4 separate regions of the Mus musculus genome follow, and all the other regions are linked to region 2. The links are chromatin contacts, called in public HiChIP or PLAC-seq and promoter capture Hi-C maps. All regions are on one chromosome and are shown on one strand. Each heading gives the region's core, a stretch centred on a gene start, on an enhancer-like site or on the middle of the called end of the contact. The rest is flanking DNA. Distances are from core to core; before and after follow the strand shown.

Region 1 (5,780 bases), core at 1,867-4,366, 510 kb after region 2:
TGAAGTTAATTAAACTTTCTCTACCTCAATTATGCCATCTGCAGAATGGGAATGTTTATCATATTCATCTTATGGGAGGATAGTGAGTGAACTGAGATGATTTTTTTTAAAGTCACATACATTGCACATGTGTTTATGTTACATTGAGTATCATTTTCTGGCTTAAAGTCAGTGCTTCAGAGGGTCTTAAATGCCATTAAAAGAAAACTTATTTTAAATTTTCAGACAAAGTAATATGACGCAAGTTAACATTGTTGAAGGAGTATGTAAATTAAGACAGGGGAACCAAATCTTATGAAGAAGACAATCTCTCAGCACGAAATGAGGAGAGCCTGTCTCAGGATAAAAGAAGAGAAACTTCAAAGAAAAACCAGTATGAAGGAAGAGGCTGCCTGACAGTAGAGATGAAAAGGAAGAAATGTCTTTCTGTTTCCCAAATTCCAAACATGAGCTATCGTGAGTTTGATGAAAACAAAGTAGGTTTGGTTACAGGATGAGGGAAAGAGCAAGTGAATTTTATTATGGATAGTTAAATTGAATATGTTTGTGGAACATTCTTTATCAGAGTTGAATAAAAAGAGCAACCACTCTTTGAATGATCATTTGTCTGTCTATCATCTTCATACTCTACCTATCCACCTATGAATTCTATGCATATGAACATTTATGTACACCTACATATAAATGTTAGATATGTGTACAAATAGCACATATATACAGTTTTACCTGAAACTAGCCACATAGTTATGGAGAATGACTATGTAAGCACAAATTCACAAAAGGGTAGCTAGAAAGGAAGATCACATGCAGGCAGAAGCCCAGGGAGCAGGGAAGGAACATATATCAAAAGGGCAGGCAGCAGCTCAGGGACTCCATGTGAGGTGTGAAGCCCACAGGGGCTAGAGAAAGCTTGCATGCTTGACTGACATCTCTGATTCTCTACAAATGGCAAACACACCAAAGTAATCTCTGGGTGAACTCAGAAGCAACTATTTGGGCCCTCAACTATGTCTGTAAAATCGCTTTGCTGAATACTGTAGCCTATTGTTGATTGAACAACTGGGAGAAGGCATGTGTATATGTGGCTCTGCCTTTCCTCCATTCCCTAAAGAGAATGACAAGCTTGTGCTAATCAGAAAGCTGCTTAAAAAAGGAAAGTCTGAGGAATGCTTAGCCAAGCCCCACGTCCACACATCATCAACTCATCACACATTCCTAGGGGATTACCAGTGTGTTCTGAGGAAACCAAGCAAGAGATAAAAACAGATGATAAGAATTTGAGTTATTAATAGGATAATGAGAAAGAGATTATGAAATTTTTAATGAATTATTCATTTGATTATGAATTATTCATAAGGAAAAGAGAGACAGACAGGAAGAGTGAAAGAATGTTGGGGAAGGTCCACAATTAGGGTCTTGAGGATGAGCCAGAGAGGAAAAGGAGCATGATAGGAAGTAACCATGACAGAGTAGGCACAGAGAAGGCAAGAACACACTGCACTCCACTCAAAACACTGAATTGAATCACCTGCCAAAATGAAGCCTAACTGTACTTAGTGACCTTTTACCTACTGTCTCCCCTTCTCCTTCTTCTGTATTCCTGGCCCTCTGCTCTAACTGTACTGGATTCACTGTTCCTTTCCCCAGTATCTCCTCATCAACTGTTCCTCACCTTCAGTTTTACATCTTGTGTTCATCCTTTGTTTGCAAACTCGGGCTAAAGACATGGAATGCTTAGCTAGGTATAAAAGAACAGGCTGTCATTTATTCATTCACTCATTCACTTACTTGATTTCTCATGGAAAAAATGTGTGTGGAAGTCTGACTCCACCTTATCACTTGGTTCTGAAAACACTGGAGAAATTTCAAGAAGAAATTTCTATTTGAGTTCTCAAAAAGGGTCTCTGAATCTAAAATGTGGACAAAGTGAGGACCACATTGGGATGAGGGGTTGAGGTGACTCAAAAGAGTGGAGATCTGATTATGTCAAGAATTGGAAGCAGGTAATAAGAACATGCATATCCATCTCTAGAAATTCTTATTCAATAAGACCTCTTCATATTTGTGACCAAAGTCAAGGAGAAAGAAAATATCAATGCTCATGACCAATTTCTCAAAGGCATTGCTCAGTACAGTAGATTCTGTATTTGGGCATCCTTTTTTGAGGCTGATGACAGCCCAATGTCACTTGCCTTTCTTACATGTATTCACTTTTCCTAACTACTGCTAATTATCCACAATGCTATGTGTTTTACCTTTATCGGTCAGTGGATTGCTAAGACCCTGATAGCATACCCATTCGCTGTCCTTGCTCAAATACTTTTAGCATGGGCAGAGGAGAAGCCAGAGATTATCAGTAGAATATACCTTCCTTCTAGCCATCCATTTGACCTAGTACACTGCACATTCCTTTACATACCTGCTGATCAGTTGACTAATAGTCATTTCTTAACATTCAAACTTCCTGTTGCAGTTGTTCCCTAGTAGAAATGATATTCCTCCAGGAAATCAGGACTCTAATACTGATCTAATCTCAGTACTGGCATCAGTTCTAGTCTCAGTTTTAAAACTATAGGGATTTGTTCAAGGCTGCTTTTACATTTTAATAACAAGGAAAATAATTTTCAACAAAGGAAACCTGAAACTCTACACAGGAATACATCATTCATCAGGCGAGTCTAGGCTTTAGGGGCAGGATGCTAATTTTGACCCCCACTACTAGTGTGAGAAGAGATGAATTATCAACTCTAGGCATTGTTTTCATCTTAGAGTCAGAGCTCTCTATTCTGTGGAATTTGTATAAAATCTGACTTAAGAGTTGCATGAAAGAACTTATACGAGGTGACATTCACTACAGCATTGCCACCCTCCATGTTGATTTCTAATGTGACATAAAGTTCTCAGTAAAAAGAGACAGCCCTTGTCCTTCTGCCCCATCTGGGCTCCCCTTTCTTCCTCCCTCACACATAATCCTGAGTGCCCTCTGGGAAAGATAACCTAGGAAACCACAAAACAAATACAGAAGTGTTTACATTTTCTCAGTAGCAAAAATAGCCAGAGTTGACTGGTCTTTCTCAACACTCCTTGATGCATGACTAAGAGACTTTTGAAATGTCTTCTTAAGTTTTCCTACTAGGGATATTGGTATTTCCCCACCATCCCACTCCTAGCATCTGAAGAGCTGTGTCATTTCTCAGAGGACTATTCAGGCCTTCCTATGCAGCTATTCCGAGAAATGAACTAACCTCTTTAGCACAGTGAGATGTGATATGCATAAATTTTAACACTGGGTCCTATCTATATGGAGTGATATAGCGAAATGGGAATGGAGACAGTGACTATACAGATGGAGGAAGATTCTCAGGGTTGTTAGAGGGAGTACTATAAATGGAGAAAGGTGATACTGCACTGTAACTTGGCCTTGAATCTATACAGAACTCTCATTTACACTATCCCCATGGGCTCAACATATATCTTTCATCTTCTAGGCATTTATTTCCTCATTCATGAAATTGGAAGGACTTTGAATCCAGCTTCATGTAGTTAAGTGAAAGAGATGACAAATGATAAGTGCCTTGGGGACAGTGAACACTACTAATTTTCAATAGAACTTCTTTTGTCTCTGTTCCACCCCAATCTATGTCCACACTGAACTAGATTCTTGCAGAGCAAAGAAATAGCCCCAATTTTAAGTTCCTCCCTGTTCACACATTGGCTGGAGAATGTCCATTACATTGGACATGCATTTTTACTGTTTATTTTACCTGCTTGCCAATGGGTGTTTAAAAGATTATGACTGCCCAAGTAGGTACTGGGTACAATATACTTGTACCAGTGAAATAAGCATTGTCATGGTTAATCTTGGTTAATCTTCATAACTGGATCTAGAATGGCAAGTCTCTGGGCACACTTCTGGGTGATTTTCTTGATTAAGTTAATTGAAGTGAAAAGGCCCATCATAAATGTGTGGTTTCTGGATGGTGGCTGAGCTATAAGGAGGACTGGTGGAAAATCTTCTGTTTACATCTTCTTGGCAAATTCATCTCTCTACCTATGAGTTCATTTGCCTTGTTGAACTGCTGCTGCTAATTGTTGTTGTTGATGTTATTGTTATTGTTGCTATTGTTGTTAACATGGGATCTCAGCATCTTTCACATTCTAACATGAAATAAAGGCCATTGGCTCTCCAGGAATCACCCAGGCCTTTCGCACTAGGTTGAGATTGCTGAGGCATCCAGCTCTATCAACTAAATAGTTTCCATAATTTCAGCATCCCTGGAGTAAGGATTGTCATATTTGTACAACACACATATATGGGTTCTTACCCTCTGAGTACCCAGATAATACTGGTATTCTACCAGTAAAACAGAGAAAGCCCCATAGGGTCTTTCACTACTACCTTGGAATTTCAATGTCAAGCAAAGAAATCAAGAGCATCTTTAGAGCCAGACTTTACCTACCAAAGCCTGGCATACAACTGGAAGGATTATGACAACAGCCATAGTGGAAGTGGTCTCAGCATTGTAGTCATGGTGAGGTTATCTCAAGGCCAAGTAACCCCTGCTCCCATAAATCATCCAAAGGTTCCTGTTTTTCTATATTTAGTCTCTTCTACATAATATCTGAATGTTAGTACATTTCTAGTAATTAGTCTAAGTTCTGAATGACACAAGTCCAGTCTGAGCTCTTTTGATGAACCATGTCTCATGTCTCATTTGCCTCTTGGCTGTAGTGGCAAAGATGACTTGTATCTGAACTCTTGACTTCCAGGTGTAGATACATGATGAGCACCACTATTAAAAATAAAATAAAGCAAGCATCCGAAACAAAAGAAAATCAAGACATAGCCACGTTGAATCAATCCTTCCTTCACAACATTTCTGTGCTTTGCCTGACTATTTGGAACGTTTTTTAGCCTGTGAATATCAATAAATAAAAGATTATAACAGATTACTCAGGGATATGATTCAGTCCAGTCTAGAAGGAGGTCATTAGCAAAATATTTTCAAATTGTCTTATTCTTCTGTTTGGAAAAACTAATACTTAGATATCTGTAGTCACAGTATACTCTCTATTTATACATTATTCCAGACATTTATTCAGCCATTGTTTGCTAAATGTCTGCTAATATAACTGTATCTTGTGTGTGTGCACGTGCATGCACACACACAGGAGATACAACCCTCACCATTCATAAAAAGTATATAGTGTGTCTCTGAATTACCTCCATAATCTACATATAGCCCTCATTCAACCAATAAGAGGCCACTAAAGAGTGGTAAAGTTTATGGAGGGAAATTGAACAAGTGGGAACAGAGAACATCTTTGTAAAGTGGACCCATCTGACCCTCTGATAAAGTGTTAGCTCAACTATCTGAATGAAGAGAGATGGAAGACCATGTGATACTGGCAGAGGAAATAAGAAGTCCAAGGATCTGAGCTAGGGAGATGCTTCACAAGGGCAGGTCAGTGGGGAGATCTTGAAGTGGAGAGACTAAGGGGGACACCAAAGAGGCTGCGGGGTGGAGCCTGTATCCCTTGTAAGGACTTGGTATTTAAAGAGAGATAAGGATATTACCTGCCCTACGTTTGAGGTTAAAACTTTTTACTGAATAGAATAAAATTTTATGGAGAAGGAATGCATGAAGGATGACTGAAGAGTTTATTGCAATATTCTGTCTATGAGAGAGAGAGAGAGAGAGAGAGAGAGAGAGAGAGAGAGAGAGAGAGAGAGACTTTCCCAGTATAGGTGTTTGAAATCAACATGTGTAAAGGAATGT
Region 2 (5,946 bases), core at 2,364-4,863:
GTGCAGTGCCTGCAGAGGATAAAGAGGGCATCAGATCCTTTGGATTAAAGTTGCAGAGTGTTGTCAGCCACCGTGTGGGTGCTGAGGATTGAACCCTGGTCCTCTGGAAGAGCAGCCAGTGCTCATATCTTCTGAGCCTTCTCTCTAGTCCTCCTCTTTTTATTAAAATAGAAAAAATATAAAAAACCAAGATGTCATAGTTTGGATAAATGTCCCTAAAGTGTTAAATGCTTGTTGCCAGCCTGCGGTGCTATTAGGAGATGTTGGAGCAGTCATGCTGTAGTTAAATAGATGCATTAGGTGATTGGGGGACATGCCCTTGAAGCAGAAACTGGGACACTGACCCCTAATTTCTCCATGTTTCTCAGCTGTCTGTCATCAGGTAAGCTGACTGGTCTCACCAGTGCTTCTGCTATGACTTACCATTGCTGCCAAAGCCGGAAGCACAAGGGTCAAGAGACCATGGGTGAGACACACACACCCCCTCCCAAAAAACCCCGTCATCGCAAATCTTTCTTCTTCGTAAGTTCATTTCATCATGCATTTTGTCACTGAAACAGAAAGCTGGCTAACATAGCACAGTCTAGGGAGTGAGATCATAAATGATTGTTTTATGCCTTATGGTAGAAAAGCCCTCACAGGAAGCAGTCACACAAAAGAGGAAGCAAGCCACTCACAGTCGGGAAGCTGTAGTCCAGGTAGAAGAACAAGGATCTCTCTCTCTCTCTCTCTCTCTCTCTCTCTCTCTCTCTCTCTCTCTCTCTCTCTGTGTGTGTGTGTGTGTGTGTGTGTATGCTCTGTGTGTTTTTCAAGTTGTGTTTCCAAGCTCCTGACAAATGCTGATCTTTAACATGCAGAAATAGGAAATCTGAACTGCAGAATTTTGTTCCTCTTTCACATGGGCTAAGTACAGACTGCTTTTATACCTCTAGGTTCTTAAATTATCCCTAAAATACTTCCACCTCTCATACTCTTAGTTACTACTAGGATTATCCGAAACATGTGTTTAATAACTATTAGGGCTGGGAATACTGCTCAGGTTGAACTCATATCCCCTCGTGTGTGTAGAGACTAGATTTCCATTTCCAGCACCTTGTGTGTGTAGAGACTAGATTTCCATCTCCAGCACCTTGTGTGTGTAGAGACTAGATTTCCATCTCCAGCACCTTGTGTGTGTAGAGACTAGATTTCCATCTCCAGCACCTTGTGTGTGTAGAGACTAGATTTCCATCTCCAGCACCTTGTGTGTGTAGAGACTAGATTTCCACCTCCAGCACCACCACCCACAGAGAACAAACAACACCCAAATACAAAGAAAAAACCCACATCCAAATGATCAAATTTAGACATATTTAGAAAAATTATAATTTATATTCAATTTCTGGAAAATGCAGAGAACATTACTGGGTAGCAATTGAACAGCATCATGTTAACTAAGAGACATCTGATACCAAGGTCAAAAGAAGTTTCATTTTTGAGGGGAACAAAGAACACAGAACTGTAATTTAGCTATACTGAACCAGGATATCCCTGAACAGTGTCCAAACCACAGGAGAGGCTTTGTTGTTGTTGTTTTTTAAATAGGTGACCTCCACCAACAGTGGTTTATGGAGATACTCCACTGGCTAGGCATGAATCTTGACTTAAACCCACATTGATTCGTTTGTTAACGAGGGTACTCCCAGCTGAGAAGTGCTGAAGGCACAGAGAGACTTTCAGTTGTTTATTTGCTGGAACATTTTGTGCTTTGACTGTTAGCAAATATGCAATCTTCTCTCAGTATCTAGAGTCCACTTTTGGAAGGCAGTCTTAGGAACTTCTTTTTCCTCCCTTTGGGACTGCACAAGATCATACACAGGCTCTCTAACATACTAACTAGTCACTCTACCACTGAGGCACATCCCCAGTCTAGCCATTCATTTTTTTTCATATAGCATGCAAATCTTCCAGTAATTTAATCAATACCATGGGTTGGGAATTGTGATGGTAAGGACTTACTGTGAATTGAACTCATTATTCTTTCGTTCTTTTTCTTAAAATGTCTATATGTCTGTGTGTATGTATGTGTATGCATGTATGTATGTGTATACATGTAAGTTAACAGTTTGGTCATTCAGGACCTGTGGGCATTGAAAGGCCGCTAAGTGGAGAGTCATGGAGAGCCTGGAGCAGAGGGCTGGTAGGATTTGGCTGAGGTTCTGAACACACGTTGTAGGATACTGTCCTTCAGTATACAGGAGGTGCAAGGGAAGCTCCCACTGAGGAAACTACTAGTAGAGTATCACAAACATCTAATTGAGGGTGGGAACCTTGCAGATATGAGGAACACTTGGATTCAGATACACTTGAATGCAGGTCTGGTAGCATGTCCGACTTGAGGATGGTACCAAAGGTGCTGAGCTGAGCCTGGGAGAATGGTGTGGGGAAGACGGTATAGGAAGGGCTGCAGTGGGGAGAGGGGACTATAGAAAAGTGGCTTGATTTTGATCTGCTTAGTTTGCGAGGGTTCTCATGCCTTATGAGGTTCAAGGGAGTCATTTGACCTGGAGTCCGAAACAAAGGATCAATAGCACCCAGATGGTATTCACAGCCAGGGTTTTGCCCTCAGCACCATCTTAACTTGTAGCTGTGATCTTTGGGCAACTCAAGTCATACTTATTTGCTCTGATGAAAAAAGACCAGAGAAACACTGTATTTACCCCAAAGCATGAGGATAAAGGGGCTCTGAGTATGAAAATACCTTGTAAACAACCAAGGGCAATTCAGACTGAAACGCAGCAGAGGTTGCGCGGTACTGAGAATGAAGAAAGAGCATCAGTTTGGTGATCCAGGCAATGAGCCCTAATGCACTGTACACAGAGAAATGATTGGTAGCTGTGGAGGTATATACTGCCATCATAATCCTTCTTATTCTACTACAGCCCAGTCTTTACAGGACGTATATGTATATATACGCATATGTATATATACACTGTATTATACATTATACTTTATGCACACTGCTATTATATACACATGTATTACACACACACACACACTCACACAGCTCTCCAAATTTTACAAGACCTTCACATACGAGATCTGTTTGAGTTGCACATCAGTCTTGCAAGGAAGAGAGGATAGTGATATGGGAAGTAACTGATCTGAGAGGACACCTGGTCGGTAGAACATTCTAGTAGCCGGTGAGAGCTATGTAAACATGGAGATCCTCGTTCCAGAGGCCAACCTGAATATGAACAAACCATTCCCACCCAGAACATTCACTGAAAAGAAGGTTATAGGAGGGCCACAGTCACACCCCCTCCAATCCCAACCAGGACAGCAGTCTTCTTGTAACTTCCGGTCCCCAATACCCAATTCTTTTTTTTTTTTTTTTGCTTTTTTCGAGACAGGGTTTCTCTGTGTAGCCTTAGCTGTCCTGGAACTCACTCTGTATACCAGGCTGGCCTCGAACTCAGAAATCCGCCTGCCTCTGCCTCCCAAGTGCTGGGATTAAAGGCGTGCGCCACCACGCCCGGCTTCAATACCCAATTCTTGAAGGTACGGGACCTTTAAACCTATCGCGAGACTGTGATCTGCGCGCTTCTAGTTGCCAGGGCAACAGCGTTCTTTGAGACAGCGGTCTCCTGCTGCCTCTTTCATCTTCACAGAGGAGGCGGTGGCGGGAAAAACCGGTCCCCTTCGAAGGGAAGTGGAGAGAGTCAGTGTCTAGGCGTCCAGCTTTCTTCCCCACCGAGAAGTTGAGGGGCCGCACGCACCACGGGCAGAGGTTGGTAGCCGCTGGCCACGGCAGAGGGCGAGGTGGAGGTGTGGCCTGATGTGCCAGAGGAGGGTGAGAGGGCGGACTCTGTCCCCGAGGGCTGTGGGTGTGGCCTGTTCGCCCAGGCCAGCATGGGGTGGCCACAGGGGCGTGGCTATGTCTGGGAGTCTCAGAAGCTACTGCCCGGGCAGAGGCGTGATCTCTGCTGAAAACTCTTTCTGCATTAGTGCATCCTTACGAGCCTTCTTCCCACTGAGGTCTGGAGCACTAGTCAGTAGCATAGTCCTTAAAAGTGGCACAGGAAAAATGAGACTAGAGAGAGGGTTTGTAAACATTGATCTGGGACTTAGCTTTCCCAATGGAAGAAATGTAAACCAAACGTATAGGTAGATACCTTTGGGCATCCACCAGCCTGGGGACTATGAATAGGCCTTTCAGACAATAAGACAGGGAGCAAACAATCTGGAGACACAACCAGTTTTGCCTCATCACACCGGACGTGTACTATCTACACGAGCTGATCAAAAAATGTAATAAAACGTTGGCGTGTATGAGCAGTTATTTGTTACCATTAGAATCTGGTCACATCTCTACTTCACTGAATAGCATAAAGTAACTGGTATTTTAATTTTGATTCTTTTGGTGCACTGTGTTTCATTAAATGAGGAAATGTATAAAACAAAAATTTCTTTTTGTCCCAGTTTCCCTTTTTATTGTAGACCTCCATAAGACCGGGATATGATTACTAATAACCATGCAACAGAGTCAGAGAGCCATGTCTTGAAATCTTCTCTGCCAAGGAAACTAATCCATGGTTTTTCAGTTTTGCCTCAGGCAAATGTTTAAGGCAAGGGCAGAAAGCAGCCACTTTCTTTGCCAAATACAGGAATGTTCTGTCCTTCTGTCGCCCAGGTGCTAGTATTGTTTTCCCCTGAAATGGCCTGAGGTCCGTAGGCCTCTGCAGTCTGCCTTGCTCTCAGCATTATTGCCTTCTAACCTCCCACCAGGATGCTCTTTAAGCTCTTCATCAGCATCCAACTGCTTTCCTAGTCCAGAGTCTTATAAAAGAACGCCTTCAATTGACTTACAGCTTCAGAGGCTTAGAGTCCATCATGGCGGAGCAAAGGCACGGAAGCAGAAACAGCTGAGAGCCCACATCTTGATCTGAAAGTAGAAAGCAGAGCTAAGTGGGAAGCTGAGAGTCTATTGATACTTCAGGAGGCGCTTCCTCTGCCCATGAAATACCACTTCCTCCTAATCCTTCCCAAACAGTTCTACCAAGTGAGGACCACGCTGGCTTAGTATATCATTGATTTCTTTGCAAGCTATCCTTGCATTTCCTTCCAGGCCTTGGAAGATTGCATATTTTATATTGACTCATTACTTTTAAATTTTGCTTTTACTTTTATTAAAATGATATGGTCCAAATGTTAAACTGTGGTATAAAATTCAGAATGGAAGAAATAACTGAGCAGTTCCCAGTCACATCTTCTGGAGGCAGCCACCTTGAACTCTTAAATATTATGCTTTATTTACTATTGTTTGGATTTATCAATTCCTGGATTCCCTCTTTGATGTCCTACTTGGCTAGATTCTTCTACACCCTCCTTTTGGATCCTGTCTCCCATCCCACATCCTCAGGGAAGACATGGCAGTTGGTAAATCCATTCTCAGGGCACATGCAACTTGGTGCACATCGTGTGGCTGCTTTCTTGTACAGCTCTTCATTTTTCATATGGAGTTTCTGTGTGACAAGTGATTTCTTAAACACACAATACACCTATCAGATCCCATTTCAATGGTCTTTATTCCGATTTCTTTTCCAGATGGCCAAATACACAGATAGCCTGTCAGTTACATTTCCTGTGAACCGTGGTTTATTTAATTTGCGATGTTTCTGAGGAAGCCTAATAGCAGCCGAGCAGCCTTTGAAACAGATGGAAAGGTTTCCGGAGTCTTAGCTGATCCACATCATGGCTCGGTCCCCGTGCTTGGCCTTTTTTGAGATGTATTATATTGGCTCTGCCACATCCCTCCAGCTCCCCACTCCTCTCAAGCTGCAGTAAGTCCTCCTTGACAGGAAGCATAGGGCATGGAAAAGACATTTGGCCTTTTAGTGACTTACGCTTTTTGGTGGTGATGTGCCGGGGCCAGGGTGATCCATCATCCCACAATAACACTGTCAG
Region 3 (5,674 bases), core at 2,626-5,125, 610 kb before region 2:
TGTGGTGGCTCAGCGGGTTCAACGCTCGCCTCATAAGCCTGCCGACCTCAGTTTAGTTCTCCTTGAACCCAGGTAAAGGTGGAAGGAGGAAACATACTCTACAAAGTTGTTCTCTGACCTCCACATAGACACACAGATTCATACATCAATAATAGAGTTCAAAAAAATAATCTGTTAAAAAAAGAATGCTATAAAAGCTAGTTATAGTAGCACACAGGCAGGTGGATTCTGAGTCCAGCCAGATCTACATAGTGAGATACTGTCTCAGAGGTAGAGAGAGACAGACAGAGACAGAAGCAGAGAGAGACAAGAGAGAGCACATTATTGGAGGGAAATACTCAAAGCCCATGGAAAAGTGCGTATGCAGCCTAACACCATGTACAACGAATGTATACAAATGGTGTGTGTTTCAGGGAGGGTATATCATAAAACTAGATCTAGGGGTTCACTATGTAATCCCAGCATTCAAGAAGCTGGGCAGGAAGATTGCTGAAACTTCAAGGACAGCCTGGCCACCCAGCAACATCCAGTCTCAAAACAAAGAACTGTATAAATACCTACTATAAATGAAGGCAATCTTCTTTAAAGTATTCAGGCTTAAAAGCATTGAAAAGACATTGATTTAGAAGGGAAAGTAAGAGGGTGGACGAAGGGTTCAGTGGGTAGGAGCATGTGCTAGCTAGTTTTATAGTGATTTGATACAAGCTAGGGCCATGGGAGAGGAAGCATCAATTGAGAATACGCCTCCATAAGAGCCAGCTGTAACTTGGATTTTTCTTTTTTAAAGATTTATTTATTATATATGAGTACACTGTAGCTGTCTTTAGACACACCAGAAGAGGGCATCAGATCTCATTACAGATGGTTGTGAGCCACCATGTGGTTGCTGGGATTTGAACTCAGGACCTCTGGAAGAGCAGTCAGTGCTCTTAACCTCTGAGCCATCTCTCCAGCTCCGGATTTTTCTTAATAAGTGACTTAATTAGGGCACTTTCTTTTTAAATATTTATTTATTTATTTTATGTATATGAGTACACTGTAGCTGTCTTCAGACACACCAGAAGAGGGCATCAGTTCCCATTATAGATGGTTGTGAGCCACCATGTGGCTGCTGGGAATTGAACTCATGACCTCTGAAAGAGCAACCAGTGCTCTTAGCAGCTGAGCTGTCTCTACAGCCTCTAGGGCACTTTCTTAATTAGTGATGGATGGGGGAGGGTATAGCCCATTGGTGGTTGTGGGCGGTATCCATGGCCTGGTGGTTCTGGCTTTTGTGAGAAAACAGGCTGAACAAGCCATGAGGAGCAAGCCAGTAAGCAGTAGTACCCTTCCATGGCCTCTGCATCAGCTCCTGCCTACAGGTTCCTGCGCTGTTTCAATTCCTGTCCTGACTTCTTACAGTGATGGACTAAGATGCGGAGCTGCAAGTCAAACAAATTCTTCCCTCCTCCCGTTGCTTTTGGTCATGGTGTTTTGTCAGTGCAATTATAATTCTAGCTAGGACAGAAATTGGTACCAGGATAGTGTGTGTGATAGACCTGAGCATGTTGTTTTGGGGAGGATTGTGGAAGGACTCTGGAACTTTGAACTAGAAGTCATTACGTTTTCAAAGCTTAGTGAGCTATTCTGTGGGACATAAAATTGTTGAGAGAAATGCAGAGGATGGAGGCCTGGCTTGTGAAGTTCTGGAAGGAAGTTTGAGAGTCACTCGAAGACTCTACTGGGGTCATTTCATATTTGGAGTTAAGAATTTATGGTCCTGATTAGCTAGTGCTGAAAAGTCAGTTCTGATTAACAAAAGACCAGAACCACTAAAGTGAAACCTTTGCTTTGACAGCAAAACTGGAGCTTTGAAATTGATGCTGGAGCTGAGAAATGAGTGTTGTTTGGGAAGAGACCAGCATCCCTGAGGTGAAATCTTCTGGGAGGTGTTTCCTCAGTTAGCACTCAGAAGCTGTGCTACAGAGATAGCTAAGGCTGCACTGTGCTGACAGCGGAACTTGATCAAGCATAAGTCTTCCAGGTGCTGCTGGTTTTAAAGGTACGAATGGGTCATAGAGAGTAGCTGAGACTTGACATTGTCAGAAGCCAAGAGAGGCAGGCTCTTGGTAAAGGGTCATGGATTACATTTAATGCCCCAGGATTAAAGGGGCCATGCAGAAAAGCAGAAGTTTGGCACCATGAGGAGATCCCAGAAGAGGCTACTAATAGAAGTCCAGCTCAGCTGCAGCAGAGACCCAGCATTTTGGAGATAACCAGTACCACGGGAGGGCCACCAAGAACAGCAGCAGCAGGAGGTGGTGCTTACCAGAGCTTAGAAGACAAGCTGTGTGGGCTGTAGAGGGCAGAGCTGGAGAAGTGACTCAAGCCCCTTAGAGGAGCCCAGAAGGTCATGATTAACCCTAGATATTGGACATTGAGTTATTTACTCTGATGGAGTGTGGGTTTGATTTGATTGTAACTGTACCCTGGTTCTTCACTTTTCTTTCTTTCTTAGAATTCCAGAAGGTGCCTAGGGGCTCCACTCCCTTCCTCCACTAAGGTTATTCATAGCAATACTTGCCCTTGGTATAGCATCTGACTCAGACACACTGTGTGTGAAACCATCACTCCTCAGCAATCTCTTAGGCAATCTACAGCAGTTGCTTCATATACATACATATCTAGATATCTAGATAGATATCTAGATAGATATCTAGATATCTAGATAGATAGATAGATAGATAGATAGATAGATAGATAGATAGATAGATAGATAGATAGGCAGGACCCAAGGCATCCCTGGAAATTATTCATTGGCTTCGATTAGGGAAGAGAGTTAAACCTAGCAATAAGAGTAGGTTAACCAAGCTCTTTGTTTGTTTGTTTTTTCCAGACAGGGTTTCTCTGTGTATCCCTGGCTGTCCTGGAACTCACTCTGTAGACCAGGCTGGCCTCGAACTCAGAAATCCACCTGCCTCTGTCTCCCGAGTGCTGGTATTAAAGGTGTGCGCCACCACTGCCCAGCAACCAAGCTCTTTTTTTTTTTTTCAGCTTTGTGCATTATGCCTTGAAGAGGGGAAGAAAACAAACTTAAGATGGCATTTCAGAATTCTTTAAAGTCTTCCATTGAAAAAGCAAATTGCCCTGGTAGCTATGGGTCATGCGTAACTTCAACCATAAGTTGAGAACCATTGCTTACAAGCCAGGTATGGTGGCCCATGCCTTTAATCCCATCACTCTTGAGGCAAAAGCAAGAGTTCACTAGTAGAGTTCAAGTACTAGTTTAATGCCTTCCAGGCCACCCAAAGCTATACATACTGAGACCCCAAGGAAGGGGAGAATGGGAGAGCGAGAGGGAGAAGGAGAGCGAGAGTGAGCGAGAGAGAGAGAGAGAGAGAGAGAGAGAGAGAGAGAGAGAGAGAGAGAGAGAACAGGTTGGGGTGTAAGTGTTTTCAGATTCATGAGAGCCACTAGAAGTAGGGCCAACCAATCTGCCCACCCAAACACCACCAGTCTTCCAGGTTTGGTCCTTACTCTTTTATCTCCTCCTAGCTGGAGTTCAAAGCCAGGAATCCCCCTGTCTTGCTGTCTCCCTCAAATATTAGTAGGGAGAGGGCGCGCAGTTCCTCTCCCTAGCTTCTACGAAACGCTTCCAAGGCCTGGCAGGCACAAGTCACTTGGGTAAGACCTGGGACATGTCCTGGGGCCGGCCTTCCTACCTGCTTCTGCTCCTCGTTTAGCCCGTTGATATCATCGTCCACAGGCAATATCGAGTGGGCCCGCCGCGGGACAGCGAGGGGCGACGGTGATGGCCGCAGTCTCCAACTGGAAACTCGCCGTCCCAGCAGCCGGATTGCAGTCGCCATCTCTGCGGTGCACCAGGAGCTTGGACTGGTTTAGCTTACGCTCCACCAATCCTAGTTTCAACACTTTGTCCAATCAGGGAGGGGGTGGGGCTTCAGTAGCCAATCGTTCTCGGAAGCCAGCCGAAGGCCTTGCTGCCCTTGCAACCATGCAAGCCAATCAGCCGAGAGGCGGCAGCCAGCCCTGGCTCCTGTGCTGGCTACCTCCCGTACTTGTTTCCTAAGTGTCTTTCTTGCATACAAGAAAGTATAGTAGTATCTCGTGTTAAGATTTTAATCTTGAACGGCACAAGACTATCTTTGTGGGAAAGCAAGTACTCCAACGCAGATGCCTAATGTGGAGGGATAAACTGTCCAAACAGATCTGGAGGTGTGAAGGTCTGTTAAAGAATCTTTTGTTCTAGAGTCCCCACTGACTGAAAACAGCAAAATTTGCTTTGTTATGTAATAGGTTTTGGTTCCTCCTTAAGCGAAAGAGGTTGCCCAGGATTCTCTGCCCTCGGATTCTGTAAGAACGTTTTCTTATTGGGGTGACAGGGCAGGAAGAGAAGAATGGTGTTTGGGGTTCCCTGAAAAAAATCACTTGAGTGAAGATTCTGCAAACTAATTAGAACTTTGTGATTGTGGGTGTTGGGCTGTTGCAGATTCACAGCCAAAATTATATTTGAGTATCTTTAGTTCCTTTAAGTAGCCGTTTATCTCCAACCCACCTAACTGACCCAGTATTCTTGACCATCAGGTAGGAAATTTTATTTTAAATTAGTTCACTAATCAGAGACAGGATCTCTATGTAGCCCTGGCTGTCCTGGAACTTTTTGACTTTGAACTCAAAAGAGATCTGCCTGCCTCTCTCTTACGAGTGCTTCCACTACAAGTGGATAACACCCACCTGGAATTTATTCATTTAGCAGACTACTAACTTGTACAAACCAAGAACATCTTGTATGTCATCTAAGTATGTCATCAGATAATATCAGAGATTTCCCTGGAGTAACTCACCGACCAGTGTTGGCACAAGGTCTTTGGTAAGTACAGTCTTTGGTTTTGTGGCTAAGAACATATCCTGTAGCTATTCCACACTGGAGTACGTCATTAAGGGCAACCCGAATTTTGCTCATGTCATGGTTATTCGTATTGGCTTAAAATAAACTTAGTGCCTTTGAGGGGAGATCTGTCTTTTGTGTCCAGAAGAAGAAAGACTGACAGGAGCCAGGCTCTTATCTCTTAATCCCCTTTCCACTTCTGTCCAGGAAGGGGGCTTTGAACACATTGCTTGGATCCTTGCTGTGTCTTTTATCACCTGAAAATGAGAACAGTGTTCCCCACTACAATGTCATCATGAGGCATATTCACTGGGCAGGGGGTACAGTGCGATGTAAGGCATCCACTTGAGTACCCAAGGCTTTGGTTCAACCCCAGCAATCAAAATTATAATAAAAATGATTGCATACTTAATTATATGGCATAGCACTCAGAGCCACATGCTCATTTTTAGTTGTCCCTACCACATCTGACTTTTCCTACCTGGTCTCACATTCTAATTTAGCCCCTCCCACAACTGGAAAGAGCTGCATTCTGAGCCCTCCCTAAAGATAGGTCAAAAACCAATCACAGAGCAGCTTCTACACCTATAATCTCAGCCTTTGGAAAACCGAGGCAGGAGGATTGGAGTTCAAAGCCAGCCTGGGCTACAAGAGACCAGTAAAAGCATAAAAATGAAAACACACAAAATCACATTCCTCTTATTTCTACTCTGGTTGAAGTGACTTCTTTAGATATTTTGAGATTGTCCTAGATCTCTTGAGAGACAAGAGAATGGGTGTAATGAA
Region 4 (5,770 bases), core at 1,859-4,358, 560 kb before region 2:
AGCTTCTAGCTGTTTCCTCTTAAGTGTTACCCACTTTCACCAAAATGTCCTCACAACCACTTTGAGACATCTTCATGTTCCGGTGGCTAGGTATATGTCCAGACTTCAGGAATCAGCCACAGGCAGAATAAAAGGAACTTGTCAACTCTGGTCTGTTTCACTGCCCTGGACATATAAACTCTTTCCTCTCCTCTTCCCTACGCCAGGCTCTTGCCCTTCCAGTTCTTGTCCTTTATTGACCCCTTGTTAAGAGATTCCTACTTGGCCCTCTTGCTGATCTCCTGACTGGGCCAGACCAGGTAACCCTTCCCACCCCCTATCCTGACGCCCACACACACGGTGTAACACACACATGCCATAGCACCTATCAGACCCCAACCCCTAGGCTGTTCTCTTTCCAGCTCAGAAGGTTCTAGATTATACGGACTCCACTTTCTTCACTGTAAATGGCTCCTTTAAACTGGATGTAGGTTAAAAGGCATAATAATTAAATAATTACTAAGTTGAAGAAATGAGGTATAGTGCTGAATCATACTGTAGAGCACTTTGTATTTAATAAAAAGTTTATTCAAATAAGTTGCTGCACATTAATTTGGAGTAAATATAGTTCCTCAACTCATTTTGCTTATAGGTACAATTTACAGGACATTAGAAATTTAGTTTCAATATTCCTAACACTATGCAATTATTAAATGGGTTCTTCCGAGGTATCTGTTAGAAGAAGTAACTTTGTAGTATTATCTTGTCAACTCAAGTAGTAGTAAGTTAAATACAGTAATATATCTAGTCCATGTAATTAGAGTTCATAATAAATTAAAAACTAATTCATTAACTGCAACCAGCTTCAACAATCTGTATCTGCGGAACCCTGAGGACTATGCTGTAGGGAAGAGCCATCAGTAGAACTTATGATGGTCTCCTAAGAAGAGAGATGCTAAGGAGAATTAGATGGCTGGTGTAAAAGAAGAAAGTTTGTCAAGCTTGTTTATTCAAGCCCCTCTTCCGAGGGTCTTGCTGTATAACCTGCAGCTCACTACATTGACCAAGCAGGCCTGGAGCACACGTGCATCCCCTTCCCTGGATATCTAGAGCAATCGCTAGGATGACTGACTGACAGGTGTGTACCACACCCACCTTCATTTCCTAGCTGTTTTCCCTTTGTAGGTGGAGACAACCTAAAAACTTCACAGCTAGCTATTGCACTACACATGACCATGAAGCTGGGGTGGGATTGCAAACAGAGATGAAAACTTTAGTTTGGTGAGGAAGGCTGTCACTGCCAGCTATCCAGGGCACTGTGAGGAAGGTGTGTGTGTGTGTGTGTGTGTGTGTTGGGGGGGGGGGGGCGGGCGGGGTGGAGAAGCAGCAGCAGAAGGCTGCAGAGTCCTGCCTCCACTCCTTAAGCAATGCTTCTGCTAATGGCACTAGGATGTCTTGAGATACCCAGGGCAAAGAGAATAAACCTTTAAGCCTGGTGGAAAAGCCTGTTTTACTTCACTTCTGAGGCCAAGCCTGCCTGCCGCTGTTCTCCGATCCGCTGCGCGGAATCATCTGGAAAGGGACGGTAAAAGGATGCTCCTAAGCCCTCCTAACAGCCGCCCAACGCCAGGACCATCTTCTGTGCTATAATCGCCACGTGAGGCAGTACAATCACTACAGACCTCACCTGATGACTGTCAACCACAAGAAAAGCAGCACAGACCAAGACAGAAAAGCAGCTACAAATTGTTTTCAGCCTCTCTCTCCTCTCAAGGTTCTCAGTAACTCTGTCTGGGCCGGGCTCATCTCTCTCATTCCACTCAACATATATTGATGGTCTGCTCGGGAGAGCCACTGTGCACCTGCTAATGTGAACAAGGAACCCTGGAGTTTTCTCCCCAATCTTAAGACAACCAATCTTTACCTGGAAATAAAAAGGATAACTGCATTAAAAGCAATTTCTAGGGTTAAAGAGATGACTCAGAGGTTAAAAGGGAAAATTACTCTTCCAGAGGACTGGAGTTTGGTTCCCTGCACCAATATAAGGTGGCTCACAACCGCCTGTAACTCCAGGTCTAGGGGATCAAGGCTCTGACTCTCGATGGGCACCTAAGCTCATATGCACAAGCCCCCCCTGCACCACATGCACACAATTAAAAAAAAAAAGGGGTTCTAGAGAGGCAAGTGTGGTGGCAGTGGGCCTGTAATTTCAGCATTTCGGAGCGGAAGTGGGAATGTTGCTGAAAGCTAACGTTACACAGGGCTACAGAGTGAAACCTAGCTTTTAAAAAAGGCGGGCGGGAGGGAAGGGCTGGAGCGGGGGGGAGAAAAAAAAAGGAAAAAAGGGAGGCCAAGCACTGAGCATGGTGACACAAGCCTTTAAGCACTCAGGAGGCAGAGGCAGGATCTCTGTGTGCCCCAAGCTAGCCTGGGCTGCATAGCGCTGCATAACCTTGGTAATCGCAAAAGGGGGCTGGGTCAGAAATAGGAACAGGGACTCTCTTACACAGCCTAGTTGGGGTGAGGAGCAGGAGGATGTCAGAGCTAACCGGACGCCGCCCCGACATACAGATTTCGTCCTTCTTAGTCCTAGCATATAGACTACAGACCCCCCGGCTGGTGGAGGTGTGGACACCCACCTGCGGGCAAGCCGCAGCTCGGCATCGAGTGAGGCTGCGCATCGCACACCGTCTTAGCACTGGCCATCGTAGCCGGGTGGCTTGGCTGGACCCTGAAAGTGCAAGACGGATATTAGCAGCGCCAGAGCCCCGCCACGCCAGCCCGCCCGTCCTTCCACCCGCACACATCCCGCAGAGCTTAACCCCGGTGCCGGCTGCTCCCATCCGCCGTTCTCTCCGCTCCCTTTCAAATAATGCTCCGCAGCAACTGCCCAGTCCTCGTTAGAGTCTGCCGCCGCGCTTTCAAAAGGAAACTTCCGGGAGCTGGGAGGGAAGGGGCGCGGCTCCGAGTCTGTAGGCGGCCCTGTTGTACGGAAGGCTGTCTCTTGTGCCTCGGCCTCGGGAGCCGCCATGCTGTACGGAAGGTTCGAGCAGAGTTGCTCCAGCCTGCTGGTCGAGGCTGGGCCAGGGACTCACTGGGCTGGCTTGAATGGAGCTATTGAGCCAAGCTGTCACATTCCAGCCAGAAGGCAGACACGTGAACTCGCCTAGCGTCAAGTCACAATCCTCTTTATTTGGTCTTTGATTGCTAAGGATCCTGCCAGGAATACAGGTGGCCTGAATAGAAACTACCAGGTGAAGAGCAGGAGAGCCTACTTGAAGGACACCAGTGGGCTGAAATAGCTAATGTGCTTAAAAACCCGCATGCAGATTTAATTACAAATTAAAGTTACTCATACAAAACAAGGCAGATTTTCAGTCGTCACGTTGAAAACACAAATACAAAAGGAGCAGCAGCCTGGTGCTGGACATTTAAGAGGGTGATGGGGTAAGGGGAGTATATAGAAGGGCTGACTTTAGCTCTGCCCTCTTGGAGCTTATAATCCAGAAAACACACTAAACAGACAACTGCAAACACACATTTACCATCCATGGGAAGATAATGAAGGGAAAACAAAGATGCTATAAGAGAGAAAAGCAAAGAACCAGTATAAATCGGAAAGACTGAGGTCCTAGTGGTCCACAGTGGTGATTCTAGCACTCAGGAGGCTGCCACGGGAGAATTGCCCTGTCTTTAAGGTTAGCCTAGGCTACATTCCAGGCCAGTAGGAGCTACAGAACAGCAAAACCTTATTTAAATAATAAGATTTAGGTGTGTTTGATTCAGGAAAGATAAGGAGTTGTTAATCTCAGGAACAATGAGAAGTGTTAAGTTTTAAGGTAGAAATGGATCTCCCCCCCCCCATGGTGACAATTTTGGCATTTTGATTTCTTTTATGAAAATGTGGTTTTGTTTTAATCCCTGGTGTGGGATATGGGGCTGCTTCAGACAGTTCACAGCAACTGACTATGATGTGCCTTGTGCTCTATCAGAGTGCGATGGTGTTATGTTTGGACTTTGGGAACTTTTTAGAGGGTATATAAATGCTAGGGCCCTGAGAAATGGTGTGGGTTGTTGGTTGCTTGCTGTTGGTTATGGTTGGTCACACTTTGTTAAGTAGTCATGTGCAAAGAAGAAAGAACAAGAAGAAATTACATACCCTGACAGTGAAGATCAAACTTGCCCCCAAGGAACTCAATGCCCCTAAGCAGCAGGAAGTGGTCTAAAGATAATGTCCTTTCTCCTCTTTCTTTTATTCTCTCCTATCTAGTGTTAGGGGGTTGAAAGGGTGGAGAGGGTGAAAGAACCCACACAGTAACCAATGACAGTTAACTTGCTCTCTCTCTCTCCCGTCCCCCTTTCTCTATCCTATCTTCTCTCTCCTCTCTCCTTTTTCTCTCTCCTTTCTCTATCCTATCCTCTGCCTCTTCTCCCCTCTCTCCTTTTTCTCTCTCCTTTCTCTATCCTATCCTCTGCCTCTTCTCCCCTCTCTCCTTTTTCTCTCTCCTTTCTCTATCCTATCCTCCTCTCTCCTTTCTCTATCCTATCCTTCTCTCTCCTCTCTCCTTTCTCTATCCTATCCTCTACCTCCTCTCTTCTCTCTCACCCCTCTTCTCTCCTTCCTTTACAGGTGCTCACTATGTAGTCCTGACTGTTCTGAATTTACTACATAGACCAGGCTAGCCTTGAACTCACAAAGATCCAGAACTACCTACCTATGATCTATCACAGAGATATATTTGTACCTTGGGAGTCCTGGGATTAAAGACATGGACCAGACTTTTTTCTTGGTAGAGCCCTTAAAGTCATTTTCTTCCTATTCTTTTGGTAACCATTTGGAATTTTCTATGCCTGCCCCAGTACCCAAATAATGACACTGAGTCTAATTTATTTATGAATTAATGCCTATGGGGTTGATTAATTAATGTGATGGGAGTTGGTCCGGTGCTGCTGTGTATTCAAATGCTAAATACTGGCCCCCAAGATGTGGTTACCCCCAATGAGCAGATTCTTACATACACGAATTATTGGTTCAATGAAAAATGGCTACAGCCAATTACTCAGGTGACTAGAAATAGACAAGAGTTTTAGTTACTGGGCTGGGGATTGCAGGCAGGGATGATGAGGAAGGAGAGGGAAGAAAGAAGAAGATGGATAGAACAGGAGGTCTCCATTAGATAGGATGGACCAGGAGCCTGTGTCCAAGTAAAATGGACCCTGAGGATAGTTTAACATTGAGTTTGGGCTCCTGGCAGATGGCACCCATGCATTTGCCCACCTACCTGCCCAGGAGTACGCGCACACACCAGTTAATTTTAAGATGCCTTGGATACTCAAAGGCAGGACACTTCTAATCCTCTGCCTGCTACTCTAGGCCCAATCCTGGAAGTGACCAGTGGCCACTTACCTAAAATCTCCCATGGCTGGTTGGCTTTATTTCCTACAACGACCATCCTTCTCCCACCACTTCATCGACTTTTCCCCCACTGCGCCCTAGTCCTCACAACTCTAAGGGTCTCACCCTGTCTCCCTTTGCCCAGCCATCAGATGCTGGCATTTATTGGTCAAACCAAATGGGGACAAGGACCTTTATCGTTTGGACACGCAGATTTCCCGATTGGATCAAATCATTAGAACCAGTCTCCAACAGGATAGGCTGGTGGAACAGAAATTACCCAGGAAGTCATAGATGACAAGTATTTGGGGAGCACAGCTGGGGAAGTAGACAATCTAGTATATAGGAAAATAGATTGGGGGCAATCCCCCGGTAATTGCCCCAAAACTATTATAA

The links. HiChIP or PLAC-seq counts read pairs in DNA pulled down with a chosen protein or histone mark. Capture Hi-C pulls out chosen DNA fragments and counts their contacts.
Region 1: a contact with region 2 is called in a FOXA1 HiChIP or PLAC-seq map of pancreatic cancer cells. The contact joins the enhancer-like site here to the promoter of Fsip1 in region 2. A contact is called at or near these places in 2 of 115 datasets of contacts at active chromatin or transcription factors (pancreatic cancer cells and vascular smooth muscle cells) and 2 of 9 other capture datasets (adipose tissue and embryonic stem cells).
Region 3: a promoter capture Hi-C map of adipose tissue shows a contact between it and region 2. The contact joins the promoter of Ivd here to the promoter of Fsip1 in region 2. A contact is called at or near these places in 2 of 39 promoter capture datasets (cranial neural crest and embryonic stem cells), 5 of 484 Hi-C or Micro-C datasets (the G1E-ER4 cell line, embryonic stem cells and regulatory T cells), 1 of 115 datasets of contacts at active chromatin or transcription factors (large pre-B cells) and 2 of 9 other capture datasets (adipose tissue and liver).
Region 4: an H3K27ac HiChIP or PLAC-seq map of large pre-B cells shows a contact between it and region 2, with 4 times the contacts expected there. The contact joins the promoter of Knstrn here to the promoter of Fsip1 in region 2.

The regions. Positions count from the first base shown.
Region 1 is chr2:117,741,372-117,747,151 of GRCm38.p6, reverse strand. The region is part of intron 2 of Gm32210 (a long non-coding RNA gene); the gene reads right to left. Among named protein-coding and RNA genes, the nearest start is that of Gm32210, 39 kb to the right of the region's middle. Within about 2 kb of position 3,116, at least 39 of the 459 cell types and tissues checked have an H3K27ac peak or open chromatin away from gene starts, as enhancers often do. A contact at or near this core is called in adipose tissue and pancreatic cancer cells, where this site is marked.
Region 2 is chr2:118,254,623-118,260,568 of GRCm38.p6, reverse strand. It overlaps Fsip1 (fibrous sheath-interacting protein 1), which reads left to right and starts at 3,613. Exons shown (of 12, transcript NM_001374672.1): 1 at 3,613-3,769.
Region 3 is chr2:118,860,195-118,865,868 of GRCm38.p6, reverse strand. Ivd (isovaleryl coenzyme A dehydrogenase) reads right to left here and starts at 3,875. Exons shown (of 12, transcript NM_019826.4): 1 at 3,702-3,875. The coding sequence starts at 3,848. It overlaps Gm39913 (a long non-coding RNA gene), which reads left to right and starts at 4,015. Exons shown (of 2, transcript XR_866660.2): 1 at 4,015-4,870.
Region 4 is chr2:118,811,341-118,817,110 of GRCm38.p6, reverse strand. Knstrn (kinetochore-localized astrin/SPAG5 binding) reads right to left here and starts at 3,108. Exons shown (of 9, transcript NM_026412.3): 1 at 2,802-3,108; 2 at 2,619-2,710. The coding sequence starts at 3,010.